Linked DNA regions of Sus scrofa: region 2 is linked to region 1. The links are chromatin contacts, called in public Hi-C maps. All regions are on one chromosome and are shown on one strand. Each heading gives the region's core, a stretch centred on a gene start, on an enhancer-like site or on the middle of the called end of the contact. The rest is flanking DNA. Distances are from core to core; before and after follow the strand shown. Region 1 holds the start of POLR2J (DNA-directed RNA polymerase II subunit RPB11-a). Region 2 holds the start of YWHAG (14-3-3 protein gamma).

The links. A called contact is a pair of places that touch in the nucleus more often than the background predicts.
Region 2: a contact with region 1 is called in a Hi-C map of liver, with 4 times the contacts expected there. The contact joins the promoter of YWHAG here to the promoter of POLR2J in region 1. A contact is called at or near these places in 1 of 47 Hi-C or Micro-C datasets (liver) and 1 of 2 datasets of contacts at active chromatin or transcription factors (alveolar macrophages).

Annotation. Positions count from the first base shown.
Region 1 is chr3:9,811,426-9,818,242 of Sscrofa11.1, forward strand. POLR2J (DNA-directed RNA polymerase II subunit RPB11-a) reads right to left here and starts at 5,232. Exons shown (of 4, transcript XM_003124394.5): 1 at 5,079-5,232; 2 at 3,861-3,950; 3 at 2,344-2,518; 4 at 1,321-1,542. The coding sequence starts at 5,131. The coding sequence ends at 1,507. RASA4B (ras GTPase-activating protein 4B) reads right to left here. Exons shown (of 22, transcript XM_013995507.2): 22 at 5,151-5,384. The coding sequence ends at 5,269. LRWD1 (leucine-rich repeat and WD repeat-containing protein 1) reads left to right here. Exons shown (of 15, transcript XM_021086276.1): 12 at 117-208; 13 at 350-505; 14 at 593-705; 15 at 792-1,063. The coding sequence ends at 938.
Region 2 is chr3:9,991,814-9,998,503 of Sscrofa11.1, forward strand. It overlaps YWHAG (14-3-3 protein gamma), which reads left to right and starts at 2,989. Exons shown (of 3, transcript XM_005661962.3): 1 at 2,989-3,307. The coding sequence starts at 3,221.

The DNA.
Region 1 (6,817 bases), core at 3,982-6,481:
GCCTGGAAGGGAAGGCAGGGGTCCAAGTAAATACTGGGCCGGTACCTGACTGAGCAGGCGGCTCTCTGAGCAGGCCTGCTACCTCCCTGGCCGACCAGCTGCTCTGCCGCCCGCAGGGTGTGTGAGGCGGAGTTCACCTTCCCCGAGGGCTCCGAGGCGTCTGGACGCAGAGTGGACGGGCTGGCCTTCGTGAACGAGGACGTCGTGGGTGAGTGAGCCCAGCTCGGGCAGGCTGGCTTCCTGGCACCCAGGTGGGCTCTGGTCAGGCCTTTTGGGCTCCCAGGGCTTCTGAGGGGTTCCCGCTGTGGAACAGGAATTGCCAGGCACAGTCCTTCATTCTCCCTGCCAGCCTCCAAGGGGAGCGGCCTGGGCACCATCTGCCTGTGGAGCTGGAGCCAGACATGGCTGGGCCGGGGCAGCCAGTCCACGGTGGCTGTGGTGGTCCTGGCTCGGCTGCAGTGGTCACCCACCGAGTTGGCCTACTTCTCGCTCAGCACCTGTCCTGGTGAGTCGCCCGCCTGTCGCCCCCCGTCCCCTGGAGCTCCCCCGTCCCCTGGAGCTCTGCCCACTCAGCTTCCACCTGTCCTGGCAGATGAGGGGCTCGTGCTCTGTGGGGACGAGGAGGGCCATGTGTGGATCTACGACGTCAGGCACATCCTGGCACAGCGGCCCCCGCTGCCCGTGGCCCCGCAGGCCCCCACGCAGGTACGCACGGCGCTCCTCCCGCCAGGGCCGGGGCGGCCGAGGGCCGGGCGCAGGAAGCGGGAGCCCACGCCCTCTCTTCCCACCAGATCCTGAAGTGGCCGCAGCCGCAGGCCCTGGGCCAGACGGTGACCAGGACCATGGTGAACATGGTGGTGGCCAACCGCACCTTCACCTACCTCACGGCGCTGACCGACTCCAACATCGTGGCCATCTGGAGGCGGGCGCGGCCCTGACCGCGCAGCAGCGCCCCGCTCCGCCGGGCGCCCGGACACAGCCTAACTTATTCTGCCTTCAGGGGGGTGGAGGGATCTTTTTATCGGTAAATGTTTTTATTAAACTCTACTGTGTCAGAAGAGGAGAGCTGTGTGTGGACCCTAGCTGGTGTCCCCATTCCGAGTGACACAGGCGGGCCTGGCAGCCGAGGCGTGCAGAGCAGAAACTCTTGCAAGCACGCGGGGTTTCTGTGTCCTGCTCGAGACCCTGTCCTGAGAGCCCCAGGCTCCCAGTTTTTGTCCAGAATGAGTCTGTTCCTGCCCCCAGAGCAGCTGTGGAACAGGCCCTCTGCCTCCACTGAACGGATAGTCCCTTTGCTGTGTAGTCACCTCAGGCCACAGCTGGGCTCTTCCTTCCACATTTATTAGGAAAATAAAACCGTCTATGTACAGGACACAGGTGCACCAGGGGCGAGGGGTCACTGGCATCTACAGGAGGCCCATGGCTGGAGGACGTGCGCTCTCCACGCGCTGCCTGCAGGGCCTGGGGCAGGGCGGCAGCTGGCTAAGCAGGACTCCTTCTGGCCCCTCACTCGATGCCTTCTTGCTTGTCTTTGATGGCCACCTGTGTCAGAGGAGGGAGGCGGCACCTGTGGCTGGGGCGGCTGGGCTGAGGAGGTCCCAGGGTCCCTGACCAAGGTCTGCCAGGAAGCTGCCGCCTTGCTGGTCCCCAGAGCACAGCTGCGAGGCAGCACACCAGGGCCCTCCACCGTGCAGGGTGCTGGGCAGCCAGCAGCCCCCGGGACCCTCCAGCCAGCCCCAGCCACCCCTTATGTCTTCGAGGCCCAGGTCCTGCCCCCTGGGGCGGGAGGGAGTCGGTGGAGCAGAGGTGCTGCCTGGGAGCCGGTGCCTCAAGAGGGAACTCTGACAAGCCGTGGCTCCCTCCCTGCTAGATAGTCCAGACTCTGAAGCCCCCTGTGTGAACAGTTGTGACCACACCCACTTGGCCTTCTTGATGGTGGGACCCCATTAAGAGGAGTGACCCTTGAGACAGACAGTCATGCCCTGGAAGCAGCCGGGCCTTACAGACCCCAGGCAGCAGGGGACGAGGACCGCAAGCGCACAGGAGCCCCTGGTCACCAGGTGAGGTTCACTCCACCCATGGGTGGAGGGCAGGGCCCAGGCCTCAGCTCCGTAACCCCTCAGTCCACACTTGCTGCCCGCTGTGGGGGACGCCCCTGCTCTGTCATCACCTCTGCTCCTCCCACCCCCCACCCCAAATACATCCGCGGAAACAACCCAGGGGCAGTGCCAGTGTGGGCAGGAGGACGCCGTGGCTCTGGGCACACAGGCTGGGGTCTGCCAACAACCGGCCCCGACCCCCCGACCCCTCGACCCCGCCGCAGCTGTGCGCCCAGCTGCTCACCCGGAAGCGCTCTTCCAGCAGGGAGAGCTCGCTGATGAGGTCCGTGATGGCGTTGGTGAAGGCCTCCTGTGGGCTGTAGTCCGGCGTGGTCTGCACGCGGATGATGATCTTGTGCTCCAAGGGGTGCGGGACTTTGTAGCCAGCGAAGAGCACCTGGGGGTCCTTCAGCAGCTGCCTGGGACACGGGACGGGCAGGGGGCAGGGAGGGTGAGCCAGGGCCCCGGGGGCTCGGGCCTCTGCGGCTTCCCAGGCCCTCTACCCAAGGCGTCTTCCTGTTGGGTTGGGGCCTGGGAGCAAAGGCAGCTGCTCTTCAGCTTCAGTTGTTTGGGTCCCCTCTTCAAGTAAAACAGACACACTGAAGAAGATGGACCACATGGGGCCGCCTCTCCCAACACACCTACCTCCACGATGCTCAATGGCCCTCCCTAAGGAACAGGGCTCCCAGCAACCTCCTCTCTCAGGGGACATCAGGGACCCCACAGTGGCCCAGAGAAACCTCCCCAGGCAGTAAAAACCCAGCCAGTGTGCGGGAAGCCAGAACATGGAGCCCCCAAAGGGCCTCCGGTGCAGTGAATACAGGCAGCAGCAGCGGGAGGGGCCCAGGCTCTGAGCGGTCACTGAAGTGGAAAGAGAAGTCCTCCGGGCACTTGAGGTCCTCCTCCCTGAGGCTGTGAGCGAAGCCTGCATCATGTGAGCACATGGGGTTTCTCCAGAGCAGGCCTGTCAACTGTGAGCACTGGGGGGTGAGGATGGCACAGGTGGGAACACTGGGTTCACACTGTGGGACCAGCGGGGCCCCAGGAGAGCTTTGGTGCACCACTGGCTTGGCTCTGGGCCAGAGTCCTCCAGACAGAAGGTGGGCCTCGCCAGCCCCTGCTCATGCCAGGAGGCTGGGTAGGCTCCTGCCCACGGACTCTAACTTGCAAACCTGGGAAAGACACCGCTTCACTGGTAGCCCTTCTCAGCAGCAAAACAGCAAGTCCCTGGGCCAGAGCGGCTATCACACTGCTGGCCACCCACCTGGCCAGGACTTCACCGGTGCAAATAACACCCACCAACCAATATGAGGTACCCACAGGATAGAGCACCTGATGGCCACAACCCCTCTCCCACGCCCTCCCTTATTCTACGCAGCTACAGTCTCTGGCACATCCATCTTAGAATACCATGCATCATCAAGGTCAATGTCACAAACGGTGGCAGGGTGGGTGGCCAACCCTGACTGCTTCCCCACGCTCGCTCGTGAGCACAGCATCCCAACCGGGCCTACTTCGCAACTCACTGCACATTCCCTTCCTTTAGCCAGATAACTGAGCCAACGCAGACACATAGCTACGTGAACAGATAGGGGCCAGTGTCATTTTGAAGAAAAGATACTAGGATGTGAATTCCCAGAGCCAGCACCCAGAAGGACTTCCTGGAGCTTAGAAAGACTTGAGATCATCTGGAACTTTTGCCTGTCCTTCCAAAGAGCCCCGTTAAACACAACCACCAAAAGCCTTTGACTTGGAGCTTACGATTTAATGATATTTCCCAGCGTGTGGTCTTCCTTGTTGATGGTGAACAGACAGGCATTGGGCACCTTGGTGTCCTTGTTGATGGTGATCCTAGGAAGAGGTAAAGGCGACAGGTGGGGGCTGGGGGTTCCCTCCTTCCGGGACTCTAAACCCTGCCCTTCAAGGCAGGCTCAGCCCCACCTCCTCCTCCTCCTCCTCGAAGCCTTTCCCCATCTCTTCATCAGGAAGACCTCTCATTCTCAGAGCAGCAGTGTGGCTATACCTCGAGCCCTGCCACGTCTGGTTCTGTGGGACCCATGCCTACTCTGGATTGCTCCTTCTCCACCTTGGCACCACTGCCATTTTAGGTCAGACAACTCTTGTTTGCAGGGGGCCGTATGACACACTGCGGGATGCTGGCAGAAGCCCGGGCTTCTACCCACTAAATGCCAGGAGCATCCCCTATATGACAATCAAAAACATCTGCAGACTCTGCCAAAGTTCTTTGGGCGGGGGGTGGGGGGCAAAATGGCCCCCAGCTGAGAGCTACTGCCTCGCAAGGGAGAGTGACAGGGATGGCAGGGGCTAGAACACAGAGCCCTGCAAAACAGGTAATTATGAGAAAGAAGAGCCAGTGCTGAGCCCAGGACTAAATACTTCACATAAACTATCTCGTTTAATCTCCTCTTAGAGAATAACCTATGATTTAATACAGTAATAAGCCCTTTTTCTAGATGGGGAAAGTGGGCCTCGGGCAGATTAAATCACCTGCCCAAAACCACAGAGTCCTTAAATAGGGGATCCAGGAGCCAAGCCCAGTCTGCCTGAGCACTGGATTACACTTGGCTTCCTCTGCAAGCAATGAGCAGTCCCTGGAGGTTTTACACCAGCGAATGAAGATCCGGTGTGAGTCTGAGAGCCATCCCTCTGGATGCAACAAAAAGGATGAAGGCGGCGGAGGGGAAGACCAGTGAGGGGGCTACCAGATCCCAGAATACAGACCGGCCACTTTGTTACTTAACCTCTCTGAGCCTTGGTTTCCTCTGCAAAACGGGGAGACTCACCACCGCCTAGGACTGTCTTAAGTTTGGCAGACACAGGTGTGAAGCTCTCGGCCGAGCAGACGCTCGAGCAAAAGTGGCTTCTGTCCCCACGCAACAGAGGACGGGCAGAGACTCCCCAGAACCTGCGTGCGCTGACGGTCCCGCCACCTTCCCCGCCCAGGCCGGTTCCACTTACTTCTTCTCGCCCTCGAAGAGTAAGAACGACTCGAAGGCAGGAGGGGCGTTCATCCTAGCACCGCGGCCACCTCCAAAGAGTCAGCTATCGCCGCCACCACCACCACCGCCTCCCGAAACCTAGAGCCCGACCACTTCCGGGTCAGCGGCTACTTCCGGATTACGCTAGCGGCGCCAAACCCGTGTGGGAACTAGTTCATTGCCCCCTGTCGGTCTGGAGGATCTTGCTCAGGCACGCGAAAAGCCGGCGAGATGAGCTGGTTGTTCTGCGCACGCGTGAATCCGGAGACTCCCCTCCCGGGCTCACCTGGGGGAGCAATTTGGCGCATGCTCAGATCACTAGCGGGTGATTGGTTTTGACACCTCCTTGTCCATTTCAAGCGGAACCCTGAGCTGTTCTTTCCACTCCCGCTGTCCCTTGATCCCTCTTTGGAAATGTGCCCTTGGAGTACACAGCAGGAGGCTTCCGAATGAAGAATGGAGCATTGGGGTGGTAGAGCCTTGGTGGGGTAGGCAGGTGTGGCCACTGGGGAGGTGCAAGAAGCCTCCTCTGGGCTAGACTGTTGTGTATAGATAACCCCCTTGCCAAGGCAGACCGCTACAGGACTCTTGGCTGAGTGGTCACTGGCTTGTCAAGTGGGCTTGTAGCCTAATGAGCTTCTTGTTAGTGGGGGCAGTTGTGGCTGGAGAAGAGGTTGGTATATACAGGTGAGGACAAAGAAAAAATGTTGCCTGTCATTTCAGTAAACAAAGAAGGCTGCCTGCCAGCCACTGCCCTGCCCCTGACTATGAGCCCTGAGGGACATTCGGGACGGAGAAAAACAGGGTGCTGGCCTTAGACAGTTAAGACGCCTATCAGGGAACAATTTCAATGAGCTCGGATTCTTGCATCTCCCCAAAGAAAAAGACTAAAATCATTAACTTGAGAAGTCTGTCTTTCGTGATTAGCAGTAATCTTTCGATGCGTGACTACATGTTTGTTTTTCAGCAAAAACTCCTAAATATCCTGGCTTCTCTCTCATCTCTTTGGAACAGTTCCTCAGAGCTAGCAAAGAGGCTGTCTCCCAGGCTCTGGTCCTCAATAAGGTCCCTGATGAAAGCTAACTCGCAAATTTCAAGTTGTCGTTTTTGTTTTGAGTCAACACAGGTGTGAGAAGAACTTGAAAAGATAAGTGTATGAGTTAGCTTTGGTGGGTTGGTATTTCTACAGTTTCGCCTAAGAGTCCTACCTGAGTGCTTTGAAGCAACAGGGGCTGTGGTTCAGATTAGCTCCTGGAGCCCTACCAGCTTCCCAGTTGTTTCTTTAGGGCTGGGCAACACCCAAGGGGCCCTCAAGGAAATCTGGAGCTTCCCCCACCACTTCCTGGGAAGGGCTAGTTCCTACTTGAGCCTTGAACCCTGGAGTGAGAAAATGTCCTTTGGGGGAGGCCAACACCAACCTAGACTCTCCAGGCCAAGTGGGTGGGGGTGGAGGCTCTTTAACTGGGGAGGAAAAGAGGACAATGACAGTAATGATACCCTGAGGTTATAACCTGCATCCTTCTGAGTCATCCTGGGAAAGTCCACACCAATGATGCTGCCACTGCCAGGATTGCAGGGACCCAGGGTGATGAGGCTGGCTGGACTTCATTGGGCCAGGGATGGGATGGGGAGAGGGTTGTTTTTTCGGTCTTTTTAAAGCCACACCTACGGCATATGGAGGTTCCCAGGCTAGGGATCTGATCGGAGCTGTAGCCGCCA
Region 2 (6,690 bases), core at 1,739-4,238, 180 kb after region 1:
TCTCACTTGAAGGGTGGGGAAATTAAGACCCAGAGAGGGCACAGGCCTTGCGTCTAGAGCTGGGGGCCAGGCAGAAGCCAGAATGCTAGTTCTCCACCTCCCTCCTCCAGGCAGGCGTAGAGGAGGAAGCTAGAATCTTAAGCCATTTGTTCTGTGTCATGTCGCCATGGCTTTGAAGCAGCCCTCTCAACAGCCAGGGCCTCTGGGCAGCTGCGGCTTTAAGCCTAGAGTCTTAAAAAGAATCAAAAGGGAAAGGAGGGCAGGGCCAGCTCTCCTGCGCCGTAGGAGCCTGCAGATGTCATTCCTGTGTGGCTTTGGCACATCCTTGTCTTTGCCTCTGCTTTACTTTTTTCCCAAACAGATTTGGCCTGGATTATTATTATTTTTTTTTTTTAATGCACATTGGACTGGTTGTGGGGAAGGAACTGAGGTGGCGAGGTCAGAGAGGCAGCCTGAAATGTGCCAGGAAGTTCCCGAGAATTTAGGTTCCAGGGCCTAAAATCGTTGACATGTTTAATCCACTGTAGACAACCAGGGTTGGCTGTCAGGGTTCCTTCCCGCCGGACCTGGGTGGCCCAGGCCAGAGTGGTTGAGGCCTGGCCTGCAGGGAGGAAGAGAAAGGAAGAGAAATGACTTGGCGAACACTCCTGTAAGAGACAGAAGGAAGTGGGAGGGTATATTCACCAGCAGGATTGCATTTTGCCGGGTGGTGTAGTAAGAGAAGAGGGACCAGGGCCTATACTGGAGGAGGGGAGAAGAGAGCTATTTCTAGACTCTCCTCACTCAGCCCAGAGCTGTCTCCCTAAGTCCGTGCATGCATTCATGCATTCATTCATTCCTTCATTTTGCATGTTCTTCGTATTTAAGGTGTGCCAGGCACTGTGCCCAGCACTGAGGAAGCAATGGCGATGAAGATTAAATGCCAATCTCATCCTTTTCTGCCTTGGTTAAAATCTCACAAGCTTTCTATTTATTTTGAAAGAAAGACTGCACTCCCTTGACTGCCATTCAGGGCTCCTCACATTCTGGCTCCTGACTCCATGTCCAGCCCCAATACCCATCACTTCAGGCAACAAACACATTGGATTTTTTGCCTATCAATGTTTATATGTTAGGGGAGTTCCGTCGTGGCTCAGTGGTAAAGAACCTGACCAGTATCCATGAGGAAGCCGGTTCAAGCCCTGGCCCCATTCAGTGGGTTAAGGATCTGGCGTTGCCTTGAGCTGCGGTGTAGGTCGCAGACGAGGCTTGGATCCTGCGTTGCTGTGGCTGTGATGTAGGCCAGCAGCTGTAGCTGCTATCCAACCCCTAGCCTGGGAACTTCCATGTGCCACATGTGCAGCTCTAAAAGGCAAAACAAAAACAAACAAAAACTTTTGTCGGGAAGAAACTGCCTGTGTCTTTTGCCTGCTCTCAAATCCTACACATCTTTAAGGGCTGGACTGGAAATGTTACCTAACTCCCTGGGGAAGCTTTTCAGAACCTCTTCCTATCTAGCCTGAATTAAAAAACAAAACAAAAACCAATTTAACGCCACTTAACAAATTCTGAATCCCTTGAGGGTAAGGTTCCACGCCCTGTTCCAGAATCAAGCCTGGAATAATTCTCCGAAACTCCTTTATTCTCTGGTCTCATACACAACACTTCATATTCACTGTTTTAAAAAATCCCTGGAAATTTCCTTGTGGGAAGTAGATTAAGGATCTGCTATTGCTGCAGCTGTGGTGCAGGCTTCAACTGCAGGCGTGGGTTTGATCCTTGACCCAGAAACTTCCATATGCTGTGGGTGCAAAAAAAAAAAAAATTCTTTATTACTTTCTAAAGTACTCTACACACTTATCTTTACTTTGCCTATTTTCTTGGGCAGGGATTTTATTTGATTTGTTCTCTGCCGTACCCTATTGCCTAGAACAGTGCCTGGAACATTGTAGGTGTGCAATAAGATAAGTGCTGGATAAACGAAATAAAACGTGCAGTCAAAACTGTGGGTTGTGTGAGCTACATGGAATGTCAAAAAGGGAAGCACATGAGCAAGAATTAGTCAGATTGACCTCAGCGTGTATATTCTAGGCGGGCAGAAAAGAGTTGGTTAACCCCTACACACAACCCAGTGTTGAGCAGCCATTGGCTAACTGAATTGAATCTTTAATGCTCCACCCTGGAGAGGAAGGAAGGGGCTCACCAGGGGTAGACCCGCAAACTACTGCTGTATCCTTTCTACAAATTGACCAGGACGCCCTCCTGGTATTTGTCTTTCCAGATTTCCACCTGTCAGGTCCAAGAATCTCAAGGTGGGGATGCGGAGGGAGCTGGAACCTTGTGGGGGAGGGTGACAGTCCCCCAAGGTTTGGCTCCTTAATTCAACCATCCCTCAGGCGGTCACCACCCTCACAGTTTTAATCAATAGTGTACGGACCCCACCTCTCCAGACCCCCACCCCCCTCCATGTCCTGCTATTTTATCTCAGAAACATGGTCCAGGGCTGAGGCCCTGGCCCCCTCCTCCAGTAATTTCCCCAAGCATGTGGGGCGGGGCCGTGAATCAGCACTCACTGGGACTGATGCATCCTCCGTCCCCGCCAGGGGTCCCCAGCGGCCGCAGAATTAGGAACCCCCCCCTCCCCGTCCCATCCTCCTCTGTCTGAGCGCTACGACAACAGGGAGATGTAGTCTTGGCTGCCCCTTTGTCCCTGATCTCCCCAACGTATCGCCGCACCCGAGGATGAACTACAACTCCCAGGGGCCCAGGCGCCGGAGGCCTGAGAGGGCCGCGGTCTGCAGGACGAAGGGTGGGGGCCGTCTGGAGAAGATAGGGCACAGCAGCCGGGGTGAAGGGAAGCACCCGGCTCGTTGGGGGGCAGCGGGGAAGGAGGGGACGCCCAGAGAGCGGCGCCGAGCTGAGTTGGGGAGGGGAAACCCAAGGAACGGAAGGGCCGGGGCGGGGGTGCGCGGGCGGGTGGGCGGGGCCGTTGCGTCACGCGGCGTGGGCGGGGCCGCAGGGGGTTGTCCGCCCGCGGCACGCACAGCAGTCGCAGCCGCCTCGCGCCCGGTCCCGCGGTCGCAGCTCGAGCCGCAGCCTCTGCGCCGCCACCGTCGCCGCCTCAGCCGCTCGCTTCGTGGGTCGGTCCCTCCGGCACACGGGCTCCAGCCGCGTCGCAGCCGTCCCCTGAGCCCCTCAGGCCGCCCCGGTCTCCTTGCCCGGCCCGACCCAGCCCGTGAAGATGGTGGACCGCGAGCAACTGGTGCAGAAAGCCCGGCTGGCGGAGCAGGCGGAGCGCTACGACGACATGGCCGCGGCCATGAAGAACGTGAGTTTCTCCTCCCCTCCCCCCGCCTCGCCCCAGCCCCTTTGCAGACGCGGGCCTTCGTCGGCTCTTCCGGGGGACTGGTTGCCTGTTGCAGCTGCAGGTCTCTCGCCCCTGAGGGAGCTGGGGAGGGTCCCGAGAGCGCTGAGGACCGGGTGTGACGCGGCCTCGCTCCGAGCGTCCCCCGGGGCCGGCGGCGCTGTCTCCTCAGCCCTCCTCGCGCTCGGGCTGGGGCGGGGTCTTGCAGGGCTGGTCTGGGCAGCCGGCTCTCCGGCCGCCGCGCCTTTGGCTTTGCCGGGGACCTGAGCCGGGGCCACGCGCATCCTTTGTGCCCCACTTCCCCTCCTCCCAGCCTGGGCGTGTGGGGGCGGGGGACCGCATGGATGCGGTTCCTCTTTTCTCCCTGGTGTCTGGGCGGCGCCTTTTCCATTCACTCAGCAGGTCTCCCGGTTTTCTGATGCTCCCCCTCTCCCCAAATCTTCCCACTGTCTCTCGAGACAGGTCCTTTAGAGTCTCCCCGGTAAAAACGTAGGCTGTCCTGAAAACCTGGGCGCAGTAGTACAAAATCGAAACCTCCTTGCTCACGTTTTTCTTAACAAAAGGCTCCTCTTTCTTTACCTCAAAGCAAGCCCTCTTGATTTTAGGAAGAGGGGAACGTTTGTTTGGCTAGCTTTTTCATTGATTGTTCTTAATATGTTATCTCTAATTTTTCCTAGTGTTTTTTGTATTGAAAAGGGTAGGTATTGTCTTAAAAATAAAGGTTGTGAATTTAGCTGACTGGTTCAATTTGTGATAATATGCCGTTTCTCTTTTAAACACAGGCACACATCTGTTGAAATTCCTATAAGTTGAAAAAATATTCTCTCTGATCTGATACTGCAAACAAAGCGGTGGTGGGAGGCAGTATCAAGTCATTCCAGAAGATTCTGCATTTGTCATATTGCAGAGAGCCTAGACTGGGTGGAGGCTGGGAGGAGTTATTTTAAAGGGGAAAAAATATCTTTTTTTTTTTTTTTAATTTGTTTTGTTAGATATATCTGAGGCTTAAAAAAAGCTATCACATCCTTATTGGTGATGAAAAGAGAATACTGATCTCCAGTTGTCGCATTTTGTCTGGGATGCAGATTCCTGCCTGTATTGCACCATTTTGTAACACTACATTTGTCTAATGGGCAGACAACCAGTTTGATGGTGGGGGGGAGTATTGACCATTATTAAATGAAACCTAGAAAATTATCTAGTGATTTAGGTCTCCCACTATTTTAATAAATAAGTTAAATACTTCTTGCCTTATGTAACAAAGGTTTTAAAGTGCATCTCCTGTGTGTAGCAGATGCAGGAGTGTACCTTGCGTGTTAAATCTTTTTAATGAAGCAGTGTAGGTATTACAGATTCATTAATTCTTGAATAATTTTACTGGTTCACAAAAGATGACAATACTGATGCCTTTATATTTAAGTCATCTACATTAATAAGGGGTTTTTATTCCCTTAAGGAAGAGAATTGACTCTGAAATTGGGAGCACTGCTTTATTAAGAGACTGCTACAGTTGCTGTCTTTAAAGTGCAAATGATAGAAGTTATACTTTAATAGATATCAGTATCTTCAGTTCAATTATTTAGACTCTTCTAATTTTTCCATATTTCTAGTTTCACAGGAAAGCGAGTGACCTCGCACCTATATCCATAGCAACCCAGTGATGTCACACAATGACACAGAGGCTGCAATGCACCTAAGGGCTGGTAGGGAGTATTCAGATGGCATTTGTCCAAGGTAATGCAGAAATTATCAGATGAGCCAGGTGGAATTGAGTACTTTATGTTCTATCAGATGAGAATTGGTCCCCAAAATAAAGTATTTCATTTATCCTTAGACTTGCAAATCAGGGACCTCTAGATATGCCTGTTCTCCTTCCTATTTCTAGTTTTCTCAAAAGTTTAAGGATACAGTAGTGTTTTTAAACATTCATCTCACTATTAAAATTGGGCAATGAAGGAATAAAGTTAAAAATTTTAAGCAATTTTTTTGTGATCATAGTGCAGGGGTGGGTTGTATACATGGCTTTATTGCAAATTATTAATGTGGCAGGTTTTAAAAAAACCTTTAAAAAATTACAACTTCCTACTCGGTCATTTTCAGTAAATGTCAGGGAATGAGAATCCGTTTCAGAACACTTGAGCTTGGGATTGGGAAAAGTTTTCTTTTGCTGTGTTGATGCTTCTGCTCTTTGACGACAGAGCATGGAGGAAAGAACAGTTCATAAAATAAAGCAGACATTTTTCGAACCTGTTTACTGTGATTCTGAGGGTTAGGCTTACCTTTGACCTTCACTTTCTTCCTCTGTAAAATGGGTCAATACCTACTTGAAAAAGTTGCAAGGATTAAATAAAAACTGTAGATGCTTTAAAAAAGTAACTGTTTCTTCCTCTCTTTGTAAAGGTTATCACTGAATTTGGAAAATAGAGGAAGATACAAAAAAAAAGTCCTTCCCTTAAGGTTGGAGTAATCCAGGTGCTAGAGTGATGAAATTTATTTGAATTTAATGAAATTACCCTAGTAATAGTTAGGACCTGTGACATGTGGGTGACCAGGGTAGAAATAATATGCAGTATTTTGAAAGGGAGGAAGAGGGGGAAGTTTAGTCTTTTAAGATAAATGCATAAGCTTGTATCTAAAAAGAGTGAATCCTGAGATGTTTCCTATTAGACAATACTTACTTGTCCTTTGGATTTTAATAGCCTCTTGAGTTGGTATTCTGAGTAGACTTTGGTACTTGCTTGGGGTGAGAGGTGGAGAAAAGATTCTGAGCTACTAATTTTGTTCAAGTTACTGGGTTAAGCAACTTAACTCAGGTGTGTGTGGGAGAGGGCAGTGGTGGCGGAAGTCTATCTTAATAATATAAAAAAGTCTTTCTAGTGGAATAGATACACCTTAACATTTTTTTTACTGTGTTAAATATTCTGTTTCCTCCTAGCTTTTCCAGGAGGCTAGATCAATAGCCATTATCACTAATGGAGTAATGACCCCTCTGTAGACTTGAGAGGCGGAGTTCTGCCAGCCTTTACTCTTAAGTCATGTGGTTTCAGTTCTCATCTTTGGGATTGGAAGAACACAGATAACAGTTCGCCCTTTACATTATCCTTTGCAGTAACTGCAATGACTGTTAAGTGCTTTTTCTTATTTAAAATATCTCATATGTATCTTTTGAGTTATATTGAGATAAAAGAAGTTGCTAAATGTGCATCCTCATTACAGTTCTTTGGATAAATTGCAGACCCTGGGGAGGATTTCATCCCCTAGCACTTGGCGGAAGACTTAGTTATTGAAACAAATTAAATTATTAAAAAAAGAATGGAGGCTACAATTTTGTTTTTATTGAGGTAAAA